Regions from separate parts of the Mus musculus genome. Here region 1 is linked to region 2. A link is a contact called in public HiChIP or PLAC-seq data. All regions are on one chromosome and are shown on one strand. The core of a region is the stretch at or near the end of the contact, and the rest is flanking DNA. Distances in the headings are between cores, read along the strand shown.

What was found. HiChIP or PLAC-seq counts read pairs in DNA pulled down with a chosen protein or histone mark.
Region 1: an H3K27ac HiChIP or PLAC-seq map of microglia shows a contact between it and region 2, with 6 times the contacts expected there. The contact joins the promoter of Zfp651 here to the enhancer-like site in region 2. A contact is called at or near these places in 1 of 39 promoter capture datasets (hippocampal neurons), 2 of 484 Hi-C or Micro-C datasets (pancreatic cancer cells and uterus), 2 of 115 datasets of contacts at active chromatin or transcription factors (embryonic stem cells and microglia) and 3 of 9 other capture datasets (adipose tissue, liver and pancreatic islet).

The regions. Positions count from the first base shown.
Region 1 is chr9:121,758,200-121,764,232 of GRCm38.p6, reverse strand. Zfp651 (zinc finger protein 651) reads right to left here and starts at 4,200. Exons shown (of 6, transcript NM_001166644.1): 1 at 4,008-4,200; 2 at 112-1,614. The coding sequence starts at 4,010. It overlaps E530011L22Rik (RIKEN cDNA E530011L22 gene), which reads left to right and starts at 4,290. Exons shown (of 1, transcript NR_033503.1): 1 at 4,290-6,033.
Region 2 is chr9:121,876,756-121,883,197 of GRCm38.p6, reverse strand. No RefSeq gene overlaps it. Among named protein-coding and RNA genes, the nearest start is that of Ackr2, 18 kb to the left of the region's middle. Within about 2 kb of position 1,412, at least 96 of the 459 cell types and tissues checked have an H3K27ac peak or open chromatin away from gene starts, as enhancers often do. A contact at or near this core is called in adipose tissue, hippocampal neurons, liver and 1 more, where this site is marked.

The DNA.
Region 1 (6,033 bases), core at 2,951-5,450, 120 kb after region 2:
CTCTTGCTCTTCTGGGAAAGGTGCTGCCACAATCCTCTGCTCACAACTCTGTGGGCCAGAGCCCAGCTCCACCTGTCTCCTCCTGGGGGCTGTCTGGGCAGCATGTCTCACCTGGATGTTGCGCTCACAGTCCGTCTGTCTGTGCAGCTGCAGCTCACTCTCCAGCAGGAAGCGCTTCCCACACTGGCCACAGATCTGCATCCGGCTGTGGGTCACGTTCATATGCTTTTCTAGGTACCAGCGGTTGTTGAAGACCCGAGGGCACTTCTGGCACGGATGCTGCTGTTTTTCCTCCAGCTTCACCTTGGCCCCCAGCCCGTCAGCTGCCTGGGATGCCGGAACAGCTCCAGAGGCCTTGGGCCTCTTCCCACCTCTACGTCCAGCCTCCTCTGGCTCAGGGGTGGCCCGGCGCCGGGTGTTCTGTCCCCGGGACCGTGTGGACATTCGGCTATGTGGTGGAGGGTCCACCTGGCTGCCCTGACACCCAGCGGGACCTGCGGGGTCCTGCCTGCCCTCAGCCTCCCTCTCCTCCTCAGAACTCTCTGCATCCTGCTCACTGGGCCCATCTTCTTCATCCTCATCCTCTCGATGATCGCTGGGCCCTTCCTCCTCTTCCTCCTCCTCCTCTCCCTGGCTGCCTTCCTCTTCTTCTTCCTCTTCCTCCTCTTCCTCTCCCCCTCCACTCCCTCCTCCTTCCTCCTCCTCTTCTTCCGAGTGTCCCTGCATGCCATCCTCCTGGCCGAGCACCACAGTGGCTGGATTGGCACCAGAGCCTGGCTTGCCCTCGGGTCCGGTGGACACATGCAGTGTTTGGTTGTTAAGGTTCACCTCAACAATGATTTGTGACTGCTCCTGGTGCCCATAGGTGCCCGAGGCATCCAGTTCTGGCTCCAGCCCCTCTCCACTTTCCAGTTTGCACAGGCTACCTGGGGCCTCTGCCTCTTCAGGGGCCCCTTCCTTCTCCTCCTTGAAGAGTGTCTGTGCTGGCCCAGCAGTGGCAGAGCCTACATCCCCAGCAGCCCCTGCTCCATCCTCCACACGCACAGAGTAGGGATCGGGGCCCTCCCGGGCATAGATCTTTGGGAGGCCTGGGGCATCTGCCTCCTGCTTGATGTCACAGTAGTAGGGTGGTGGAGGCACCGGAGCACAGCTGGTGGCAGGCTGTGCCAGGGCCACAGGGCCCGAGGGCGCCAAGGATCGAGCGTCCAGCAGCTCCTGGCAGGAGGCCGCGATGTCAGCCATCTGCAGCAGCGAGGCCGCGCTGAGCACCTCGTGCACGTTGGCCGCGTTCACGAGCAGCTTGGACGTGTAGATGAAGTTGAGGATCTGCTGCAGGCCGCTGGGCGCGAGTGCCTCCAGAGATAGCTCGACCCGCTGCAGCTGCTTGTTCTGTGTGAAGAGCGAGTGGAAGAACTGGCTGTAGGCGGCCAGCACACCCTTGTGTGCGGGGAACACGCTATGCTGAGGCACCAGCACTAGGTCCACATCGCACAGGTCTGGCTGGAAGAGGCGCTGCTCATTGAGGCGGCCCATCAAGCAGGCGAAGTGCAGGGCCACGTCCTCCACCAGCGAGAACTCTGCCGCCGGGGAGTCTGTCGTCTTCTCAACCAGCAACTGTGGGGCCAAGAGACAGGAGAGGTGAGGGCCAACCACTGCCCACCCCTGCCCACAATGTGGGAGGTGCCACCACCAGAAATGATCTGATCCATCCATCAAGCTGGGGGAAGGACAGACGCACAGACGTGCGCACGGGCACGCAGGGCAGGGACAGCTGCTGCTAGGGCTACGATGTCCTGGGACCTGTGCCCAGGTAGCTGCTCTGGGCACTCCCTTCGCTCTTCCTCTGTGCACACACTAGGGGCCACCCCAGGATCCCTCTTCACTGTGCCCCAACTGGACTTCCAGCTATGCCTCAGTCCGTCCTGACCTTCCCACCATGCTGAGACAGGAGCCTGCCCAACTGTGAGCACGTGAACAGCAGAAGACACAGCTTCCGCTATTGCACCTAGGCTGTAGCATCCAGGGGCCGTTTCACTTGGACAGTGGCCAACAAAGGCCTTTAAGGGGCCACAGAAGACAGCAGGCTAAAGACAGCCAGGCCCACTCAAGCTACAGCAGCTTTTTGTACACAGGGTCCTGGGGGAAGACGGGCTGTTTTCTCTGTTTGCCACACTCCGGCACCCCAGCCCAGACGCAGAAGCTCCAGGCTGGTCCTGTCTTGGAGGTCGCACCTCCTGGAGAGCCCCCTAGGGACCTTAGTGACTGACAGATCAGACTGCCAGGCCTTTAGGCCCTGCCCCACTCCCAGAACAGTCCTGTTTAGTCGGGTGGTAGAGATGGGCCTGTCTTATCCCTCACATAGGGCCTGGGGCTCAGCAGACACTGGCCAGTCCGGCCCTACAACGGCTGGCTTTGGATGCTCCATGGGCTCTGCCTGTGGAGACGAAAGCTTCCAGTGTGTGAATGCCGATGCATCCCAATGGGGGACACAACCCCACCTTCCTTAGGGGTCCCAGGATGAAGCTGTCCCCTCTAAGTCCTCTCTCCTGTCAGCAGTGGGTGGGCCAGACAGAGAGCATGGACTCTGAGCTCCCTTGTCATTCTGCTAAAGGAGAAGCTGCGGGTGAGCCCCAAGGAGCTTCGAACCTGTGCCCTCGGCCAGCAGCCCAAGACATGCCCACTCTTTGCCCTCCGCTCCACCAACAGACGTTGCCTTCCTGAAGCTCCCTCCACCCCTCACACCCCCACCAGCCACCCATTCTTGAATCTATCCCAGAACTGCTGGGCCGTCCAGCAGGGACGTGGCACGGGGCCCCGCCCATCCCTCTCTGACTCACTCTGATTCATTTTCTGGGACCAATTCCTCTTTCTTAGAGAAACTGAGGCCCAGAGAGGCTTTACTCATGGAGCTGTGGCCATCCTGCCACTCCAGCACCCTTCCCTTCTGCCTGGTACACTTCAGACAGGCAGTTGGAGAGTCCTGGAAGTGAGGTGGGTGGAAGCATGAGGTGTGAGAACCACCTAAGCATCCAGACACAGTCACCACACCCTCTGGTCCTGCCTCCTTCCCAGTCATTGCACCTGCAGGTCCTGGTGTCTGTACTACTGGGGGGTGGACGGTGGCAGGGAAAGGCCCCCCCATGGCACCACTTATTCCAGGCTTGGGGTCCCCGTTTTTCCCTTTACAAAGCTTCCCCAGGGACCTCCTGCTTGGGCAGGGCCACTTGAGCCTGGCAGAAACCCAGGCATCCCTAAAGTCACATTGCAGCCTCCCCAGCCATGGACCAGAGATGCTGCCAGCCAGTGGCAGGGCCCCTTCCGGATCAGTGCCCACCAGCTGTGTAGCCTCTGGCCAGATGCTTCCGGCTCCTTGAAGCTGAGGAGGCTTCTCAACACCTGGGTACACCAGCTGCATCGCAGCCCTCCCCCAGAGGGACACCTGCAGAGGCCACCAAGCTTTTGCCTCCCAAAGGCCATCTGGTGAAACCCCGGCGGCAGGGGTACAGGCTCATGACTTCTGGATGCTTTCTTTGGAGAGGCCTGGGAAACAGGCTCAGAGACGGCAGGGGACCGGCCCAAGGTCACACAGGAGTTTCCACTCCAGCTGTGGGCGCCCCCCGCCTATGGAGCGATCCATCCTAGTCTCCGGCAGAGCGGCTGCAGCGCCCACGTGGCCCAAGGCCCGGGCGGGAATCCGACTCCCCCTTTTCCCCCCATTACCAGCCCCGGGGCGGCGCCGTCCGGACGCAGAGAAGCTCCCCCCTCCGCCCGTGCGCAGCAAGACCTCGGCCTTTCGCGTTTGCACCCCCCACCCCAGGAATTTCACCCCTGAGCCGCGCCGCCGCGCCGCACTCTGGGCCCTGCACACCGGACAGATAGGGTCGAGGACCCCGGGGGAGGGGCCAGGTCTTCCAGACCCTGCACCGGGTCCCAAGGGGCCGTGCGCTCTGAAAGGAGGCGCTCGCAGGTGGGCGGATAAGCGGGGGGACAGGCAGGGCCCTGCGTACCATGGTGCCGCGGCGCTGGGAGCTCACAGGGCCCCGCAGGATCGCGCTGCCCCCGAGGGCCGGGCCCGGGCCGCTCCATGAAGCGCCGCGCTGGGGGCCGCCCCTGCGCAGGGCCCCGCGACCATGGCCCCGGGGGCGCGGCCGGCCGGGCGGGCGGAGGCGCAGGGCCGCGGCAAGTCCCGGCCGAGCAGCTGCGGCCCGGGAGCCTCGGGCGCGGCGGGCGGGGGGCGCGGGGCGCCGATTGGAGCCCGCGCGTCAGCTGGGGCCGCCGTCTGGACGCTTAAAGGGCCAGGCCGCCCTGCGTGCTGGCTGGGGGCGCGGACGCGCGCCGTCTCGATGCAGCTGCCCTCGGGAGAGCCTCGGGGTCCCCGGACCGACCCGGCTGGTGACGTGGGAGCGTTTGGACCGCTCGATCCCACCCTCCCGCGCGAAGTCCCTCTCTGCCCTTCTTTGCTGGGAAGTTCGTCCGGGAGTCTAACCCGGGTGTCCTCCCGCTGCTCTGCATGGGCGGGGCCAGGGTAGGCGTGAGGTCGCTGAGCAGAGCGCGCCGCCCCCCGACCCACCTGCTCCCCTGAGCCAGGCGACTCTGATGGACCCGTACCCCAGCCGCGCTCATCTCCCGCCCCCTGTGACTCCGGCTGCTCCGACTTGGGGGTGAGTCTGGGGTCTGTAGCTGCTCCGGCCTCCCACGCGTTTTGCTCTGAGTCTCCCGAACCTACCTGGGGGCCTCTGGCTGCAGAACCTCCGAGCAACCGCCGCAACGACGGAAGCCTTTCAGATGACCTACCTGGAACAGCCGGGTGGGGGCCAGAGGCCCAGGCCCGGCCGAGGGGCCCTCCGCGCAGCCTCGGCGCTGGGAAGATGCAGCTCGGCTTGCGGAACGCTGCTCTGGCACCGGCTCCGTGGGGGCAGGGGGCTGGCTGTGCTGGCAGGAGGCTGCGAAGGAACGCTGCCAGGCCGAGCGACAGCAGGGCGGGACTACGGACTACCACCGTGGTCTCTCCTTCGGACGCCCCGCACCCCTACCCACTGTTCAGCCTAGTCACTCTCCCAACACTGCTCCAGCCGGGCCATTCCACTCCAGCCATAGCAGTCTCCTTGGGTGTGCGCCTTCCTCATGGTGTGCTGTAGCTCTTTCTCTGGAGCCAAGCAGGTGTCATCAAATAGTCGAAGGTCTGTCCCCTCAGAATGCAAGGATCTCTCACTGGACATGGGCTGACTACCCCTGAGCAAGGAAGCTGAGTAGGTGAAGAAAGGTAGGGACAGTGAGGAGAGCCCCTTCCTTCACATGCGCAGGGCATGCCCCTACCTGGGTTCCCGAATCTGAGGCTCTAGGCTGAAGCTGTGAACCTGTCAATTACCGATGATGTCTCCTACACTTCCCAAAACCCAAGTTTCTCGTCTGACCCAGTTGATTGCTGCACTGACCTGGGAGGTGGGAAGGGCAGGGCTGTCTACCTACTGGGTGGACAAGGAGAGTCCCGCAGAGAGAGAAAACATGTAGACGCTGTGCTGGGAGGTTGGAAGAAGCTGGTACTGGCCTTGGCTAAGGTAAAGGAGTGACACCCCTACCCCACCCCCTGCTGTCTCATTTGGGTTCTCTGAACTCCGACTGAGGGCAAGAGGGCACACTGGGCTTGTCACTGGCAACAGCTGCAAAAGCCAGAAGCCCCGTTGTGTTCATGGCTGCAGAACTGAGTGGTCTGGACATGGGGTACAGCCAACTGGAGGGACAAGATGGGAGCAGAGGAAGGATTCTAGGCCACAACCTCAAGTTCTGTTGGTTGGTTTAGGGGCCAGAGCACTCATTACCATGATAGAGGTGGGTGCTTTAGACCCCTAAAGCTGAGTGACTCCAGGCCAAACTTCACTTTGGAGAACAAGGAGACAACCCCAGACTGCTTGGGGTTCCTGCACTTGGCTGGGGAAACTACGCTCACCAGGTAACAGAAATGCAAGTTAGGCAGTCCAAAAAGTGGGTGGTGCAGGCTGGAAGGGGAGGGTGTACAGTACGTGGCCTCCATCT
Region 2 (6,442 bases), core at 163-2,662:
ACCCATGGAAGGAGTTACAGAGACAAAGTTTGGAGCTGAGACGAAAGGATGGACCATCTAGAGACTGCCACACCTGGGGATCCATCCCATAATCAGCCTCCAAATGCTGACACCACTGCATACGACAGTAAGATTTTGCTGAAAGGACCCTGATATAGCTGTCTCTTGTGAGGCTATGCCGGTGCCTGACAAACACAGAAGTGGATGCTCACAGTGAGCTATTGGATGGAACACAGGGCCCCCAATGGAGGAGGGACTAATACCCAATATATATAAAGAACTCAAGAAGGTGGACTCCAGAAAATCCCAAGGAGCTGAAGAAGTCTGCAACCCTATAGGTGGAACAACAATATAGACTAACCAGTACCCCCAGAGCTTGTGTCTCTAGCTGCATATGTAGCAGAAGATGGCCTAGTCGGCCATCATTGGGAAGAGAGGCCCCTTGGTCTTGCAAACTTTATATGCCTCAGTACAGGGGAACGCCAGGGCCAAGAAGTGGGAGTGGATGGGTAGGGGAGTGGGGGGGGGGGTAATGGGGGACTTTTGGGATAGCATTTGAAATGTAAATGAAGAAAATACCTAATAAAAATAAAATAAAACCGAAAAAAGAAAAAGAAAAAAGAAGTCAAGTCACAAGGATGGGATAAGGCCTGTGGGAACATCCCAAGTGCAACCTCCAGGTTGTTTACCCACAAGAGGTTATGTGAGCATCAGGAGGCTGCCTTCAGTGCACAGCCACAGCCTCTCTTATTCATGGCTAACTGCTTGGAGATTGCTCAGGGTCTGTGGTTGATCTCATGGCTGAATGTTGGTTAGGACAGCAAGGCTGTGCCACGAAGGGTGGGGTCAGTGTTTACAAACGGCTGACAGGCTGCACAAACGGAAAAACGGGACTCACTTCCTGCCCGTGCAGCTCATTCAGAAATCCATCATGACTAAGGGACACTGCCCTTTCCAGACGGGGGCTCCTGGAAGGGAGAATTGTGTCTTGTTTTTCTGTGGTACTCTGAGTCCACAGTGGCCCATTGGATACACTGAAGCCTCAGGAAGTGTCTGGGACCTTGCTGATAAACATGAGTCCCACACTGTGTTCACTGTCTGTCGGATGATGGACCAGGTTTCCAGTGACACAGGGCAAGGGAAACAAGTTGGAGGTGACAGAGGGAATCTGGATCCACAGCTGGCATGCAAAAGGTCTGGGGACTTGGAAGCAGGATTACACCTCCTCGTCATTCCTTCATTTGGAATATGACCCCACAGTTTGTCAGCACTAAAGCTGAATTTCATATCCCGTCAACAGACATCACCCATGACTTCCTGGAAAATCTGTTTCCCAGAACTACTGGTGTATCTTGAATTTAGAACACTAGTAAACATACAAAGGGCTGGGAGATGTCTCAGTGGGTAAAGTGCTTTCTGAACAAGCGTGAGGACCTGAGTTCATACAAAGAGCTGGGTGTTGGGGGCCTGAGGGCTGCTTTAGCCGTTAAGAGCATTGGCTGCCCTTCCAAGATCCGAGACTCCCAGCATGCACACAATGGCTCACAACTGTCTGTAACTCTAGTTCCAGGGGATATGGTGCAGTTATACATGCAAGCATAAAAATTAAATTTTAAAATTAAAAAAAAAAAAAAAAAAAGATGAGTGGGTGGCACCCATCTGTAATTCTATTGCTGGAGAGAGACAGGCAGATCCCTGGAGTTTGCTGCCCTCTAGCCGAGCTGGTGAATGCCAGGTTCACCGTGGACACATGTGTACACCCACATACAAATACACATAGACACAACATACAGTGTACCACAGTTTCTTAAAGTTGTGGCGACTGAGCCAGATTCTTTTAGGATCCCTACAATTTCGACAGGCTCCCAGATTCAAACATTCCAGAGATTTGAGCCGGAACAAGGTCATGAAACCAAATGTTCCTGAAGACGAAGAGTTCTCTGTTTAAATCCGGATCACACTCCTGCTCAGACCAAGGCCCCCTGCAGAAGCCTGTTTAATTTCTTTAGGATTTTTATTTTTATATGTATGCATGTGCTTATGCACACGTGTTCACGTGCTCAGGTAACCACGGAAGCCAGAAACGAGCTTCCGCCCACCCCCGCCCCGCCCTCGCCCCAGCGGAAGCCACAGGGAGTCGTGAGCCACTTGACCTGGGTGTTAAGAGCTGAAGTCAAACCATCTGGAAGAACAGCAAGTGCGCCTAACAGCTGAGCCATCTCTCCAGCCCATCAGCCACTAGCAAGGAAGAGACCAGCGCCCTCTACTGGGAGCACGTCTAAGAATCTGTAACATCCTAATAGCATCCATTCACCAAGCGTTTGGGTTCCAGGGCCATTTTCATTTCCCCAAGGAAGTTTGCAGGCTCATTACCAGAGGCTGGGACATCTTGGGGGACACATGCCTATGCCCACATAATGGGCACACCTTAACTCAAAGTGCCTCCCTTCACGCCCCCACATCCTTCATGTTACACATTCCTTCTTGGCAGTGCAAGATTCCCTCTTCCTTGCTTACTGGGAGTCAGGGACAGCCTGACTACAGGGCAACTCTCCCTTCCACTGAGACCTAAAAGAAACCCACACTTTGCCTTGAGGGTCTGAACTCTCATTGGAGCTTCCACCACGTTCGTGGTGCTAAACTAATAAATCTCTTACTAGACAGGATAATCTGCCTTAGTGTCCCACCTCAACCCCAAACCGGAGACCTTTCACTCTGTGGCCCAAAACAGCCAACCAATACGCAATCTGTGGCAGGGAGGATTGCGTCTGAGGTAGTTTGGAAGTGAGAGAAAGTTTTATAGAGGTCACCACGTGAGGAGTTTGGGGAAGATGCTAAAGCCTGCCGCACTAGTCATCTTTGCAAAGGCCTGAAAGAGGGGAGACCTGTGGACGAGGCAGTTGCCAACAAACGACTGGGTAGTCTGAGTGGGCATTCCTGGGCTCTCTGTATGGTCAAGATCCACCCTGCAGGATCTCACTTCACCTCCTGCACCTAAGGTGACTCCTTTGGCATCTGCACACAGTGCCAGGAACCTTCTGAGTGGTTGTGCCTAGTGCACCACGGTGCCTCACAGTGCACTGCCTCTCTCTCTGCAGGCTGCAACTGCTCCAGGGCCTCGGTGCTCTCTGACGTACATCTAGGCTTGTCTTGTCCTATCCATTTGATGTGTTTGTAGTTTGTCAACTCCTCTAGAGCCGTGACTTACAAAGACATTACCAGAATTTTAGGATCAAAGCCTAGCTCTGGATGTCCCAGTAAGGTAGTTAGTTCAGCCTCCCAGCCCCAATAATGGCAATCGATCAAAGAGTCAAGTAATAGTGAAAAGCAGAGAAAAGTTTATTCAGTCTGTGGCTACACTGAGATGAGGAACAGTGAGGTGCAGGACACCCATGTCTGTATTCAGGGTCATGACATGAGGTTTAGAATGCGTGTGTGTGTTTCTGTGTGTGTGTGTCTGTGTATGTGTCTGTGTATCTGTGTGTGTCTGTCTGTGTCTGTCCTGTGTCTGTGTCTCTCTGTGTGGCTGTGTGTTTGTGTGTCTCTGTGTGTCTGTGTTGTGTATGTCTCTGTGTGTGTCTGTATGTCTATGTATGTGTCTGTATGTCTGTGTCTGTGTTGTGTCTGTATGTGTTCCTGTGTGTCTGTGTGTGTTGTGTCTGTATGTGTTTCTCTGTGTTTTTGTGTGTGTCTGTGTGAATATGTATCTCTGTGTTGTATCTGTGGATGTGTGTGTTTCTGTGTTTGTGTGTGTGCATATGTCTGGGTCTGTGTTGTGTCTGTGTGTCTTTGTGTGTGTCTGTGTCTGTAGGTGTTTCTCTCTGTGTATGTTTGTGTGTATATGTGGAAGCCAGAGTTAGATATCAGTTATCTTTCTCAGTTGCTCTCTACCTTACTCTCTGGTTCTCTCACTGATTCTGCTAGACTAGCTGGCCAGCAAGCCCAGGATCCTCCTGTGGGAAGCCACATGTGCCGTTGCAGAGTAGCGCTGGCTACTGCTGGCCACCACGCATAAGTTTGGACAAATAACCAATGTGTACATATGCAGTAAAGTTTTTTTGTCCAGTCACTGCCTGGCCCGACGCATATTAATCAGGTACTGGTAGCATAACCAATCAGGTATGGACACGTCACTCCTAGGCCTATATAAGCAGCACCATTTCTGGGCTCAGGGTCTTTCGCCTCTGCAATCAATGCTCTCCCAATAAACGTGTGCAGAAGGATCCTATTGTGGCGTCGTTCTTGCTGGCGAGTCGGGCGCGCAAGATCCTCCTGCCTCCACTTCCCTGCTCCGGGATTATGCCAACCACAAAGCCTCTGTCTTGATCACTGAGTGGTCCTTGTGACCTCAGGACCATACTTGAGTCTAGCAGACCTAAGGAGCTCCCAGAGGACTTGGGGGAGTGGCTACAGGCAAATAACACAGAAGCTGTCGTCTTGACCTCTTGTGTCCTATCCTGGCTGCAGAATACCCTGAGACATCTCTAAGACAGTGATTGTGGATGGTTACAGCCAGGTCCAGCTTTGAGCATGGGTGCTGGAGATCCAAACTCGGGCTCCTTACTGACTGAGGTAGTTCCTCAACCAGAGGCTTGGGCAAGAGATAATCCTAACTCTGCAGTCCTGGTAAAGGTATGCCCCTGCCCAGCACGTCTACACGAGTCTCTTCTGTAAGGTGATCTGACTAGTTGTCAGACCGTGTGAAATAATCTCTCTGGAGACAGGCTCCTCCTTGAGCTAGCACCAGCATGTCAAGTATTCCCTGCCCCCTGCATAGGATTTCCAGGAAATTTTTATCCTTTGGGCCATTGTTCAGTAGTCTAACAGCCAGAGGGAGGGACACAGTTGTACCTCTGCTCCTGCCAGGGTAGTTCCAGGGAGGTTCATGGTCAAAGAAAGCCAAAGACACTTCCATTTGGGTTCTTTCTTGAACTTCATCTTCACAGAGCCCGGATTTGCTACAGCATTTGTAAGGATTTAGGTGCCCAAAGGAACCCTAAACTAAAATGACTAATTATTAATACGAAAGCAGATCAAAGGGGCTAGAGAGTGGTTAAGAGCACTGACTGCTCTTCCAGAGGTCCTGAGTTCAATTCCCAGCAGCCACATGGTGGCTCACAACCATCTGTAATGGGATCTGATCCGATGCCCTCTTCTGGTATTACTGAAGATAGCTACAGTGTACTCACATAAAATAAATAAATAAATAAATCTTAGAAAGAAAGAAAGAAAGAAAGAAAGAAAGAAAGAAAGAAAGAAAGAAAAGAAAAGAAAAGAAAGAAAGAAAGAAAGAAAGAAAGAGAAAGAAAGGGAAAGGGAAAGGGAAAGGGAAAGGGAAAGGGAAAGGGAAAGGGAAAGGGAAAGGGAAAGGGAAAGGAAAGGAAAGGAAAACAAATGAAAGCAGACCAATAAGGAACATCTCGGGGCGAGCTCAGCAGTAGAGAGCTCACTTTGAGAGCTCACTGCTCTTGCAGAGGGCATGGGTCTAATTCCCAGCAACTCACAACCCCTGTAATTCCAGCCATGTGGGTTCTGATGCACTCTTCTGGTTTCCTTTGGGCACCTTATATGCATGTAGTATAAAAAACAGAGAGTCAGGCATGTGCACACACAGAGAACACACAGATAACTGTCCTGGTGGAAAGAAACTGCTGAAATGAGGGCTGGTAGCCAGGCTGATGTGGCTTGAGTCCCAGGGCTGGTGACTGCTTCCATAGGTCTAGTGTCCATCTCAAGTCTTGGAAGGGCTTCAAGCCACTTAAGGTCTGCTGATGCAACACTTTTTTAGATTTGCAGAGCACTGTCATTTAGATGTATCTCACAGAAACTTTAACGCTTGTAAGTGGTGTGTGATTTATATACATGTTGGGAAACAGTCTTTTTCAGAGAGAAAGCATTCCTGGGATATTCCTGATGTAGTAGCATGTTTCTGCCAGTAGAGGTTGCCCTTGGGTCCCCAGAAGGTAAGCAGGCCAGTCCTGCTGAGGATTCCTACCTAATAAAATGCCTATCGTCTCTTGCAGGATCGGCCCCTGCTTTTTCAGCACTGAGGAACTGGTTAAATACAAAGCCATGTGCACAACAAGAATTCTTTTTTTCACACCACCTCACCCAGACCTTCTCCTTGAGAGAGCACTGGGCTTGGATGAGCAGGGAGAGGATGAGAGGACCTGGTGGACCAGTGCCCTTTCATAGAGGCTGTGAGTGCAGAGAAGGAAGGTGTGGGTGTCCAGGCAGCCTCCCACACCAAGGTCTGGTTGGTTGTACTCAGCTAAGGATACAGCAAGTGGCAGGGATGTTCACTGTGCTGCTGTGTTATAGGACAGTTGCTCCCGGGAAGCAGATTGCTTTCTTTAACACTTTAACCAAAAATCAAGCTTCTTTCACAAACCCAATAGGCTGAGCCCATAACAAAAGTCTCCAGGAGCTTTTGTGCTGAGAG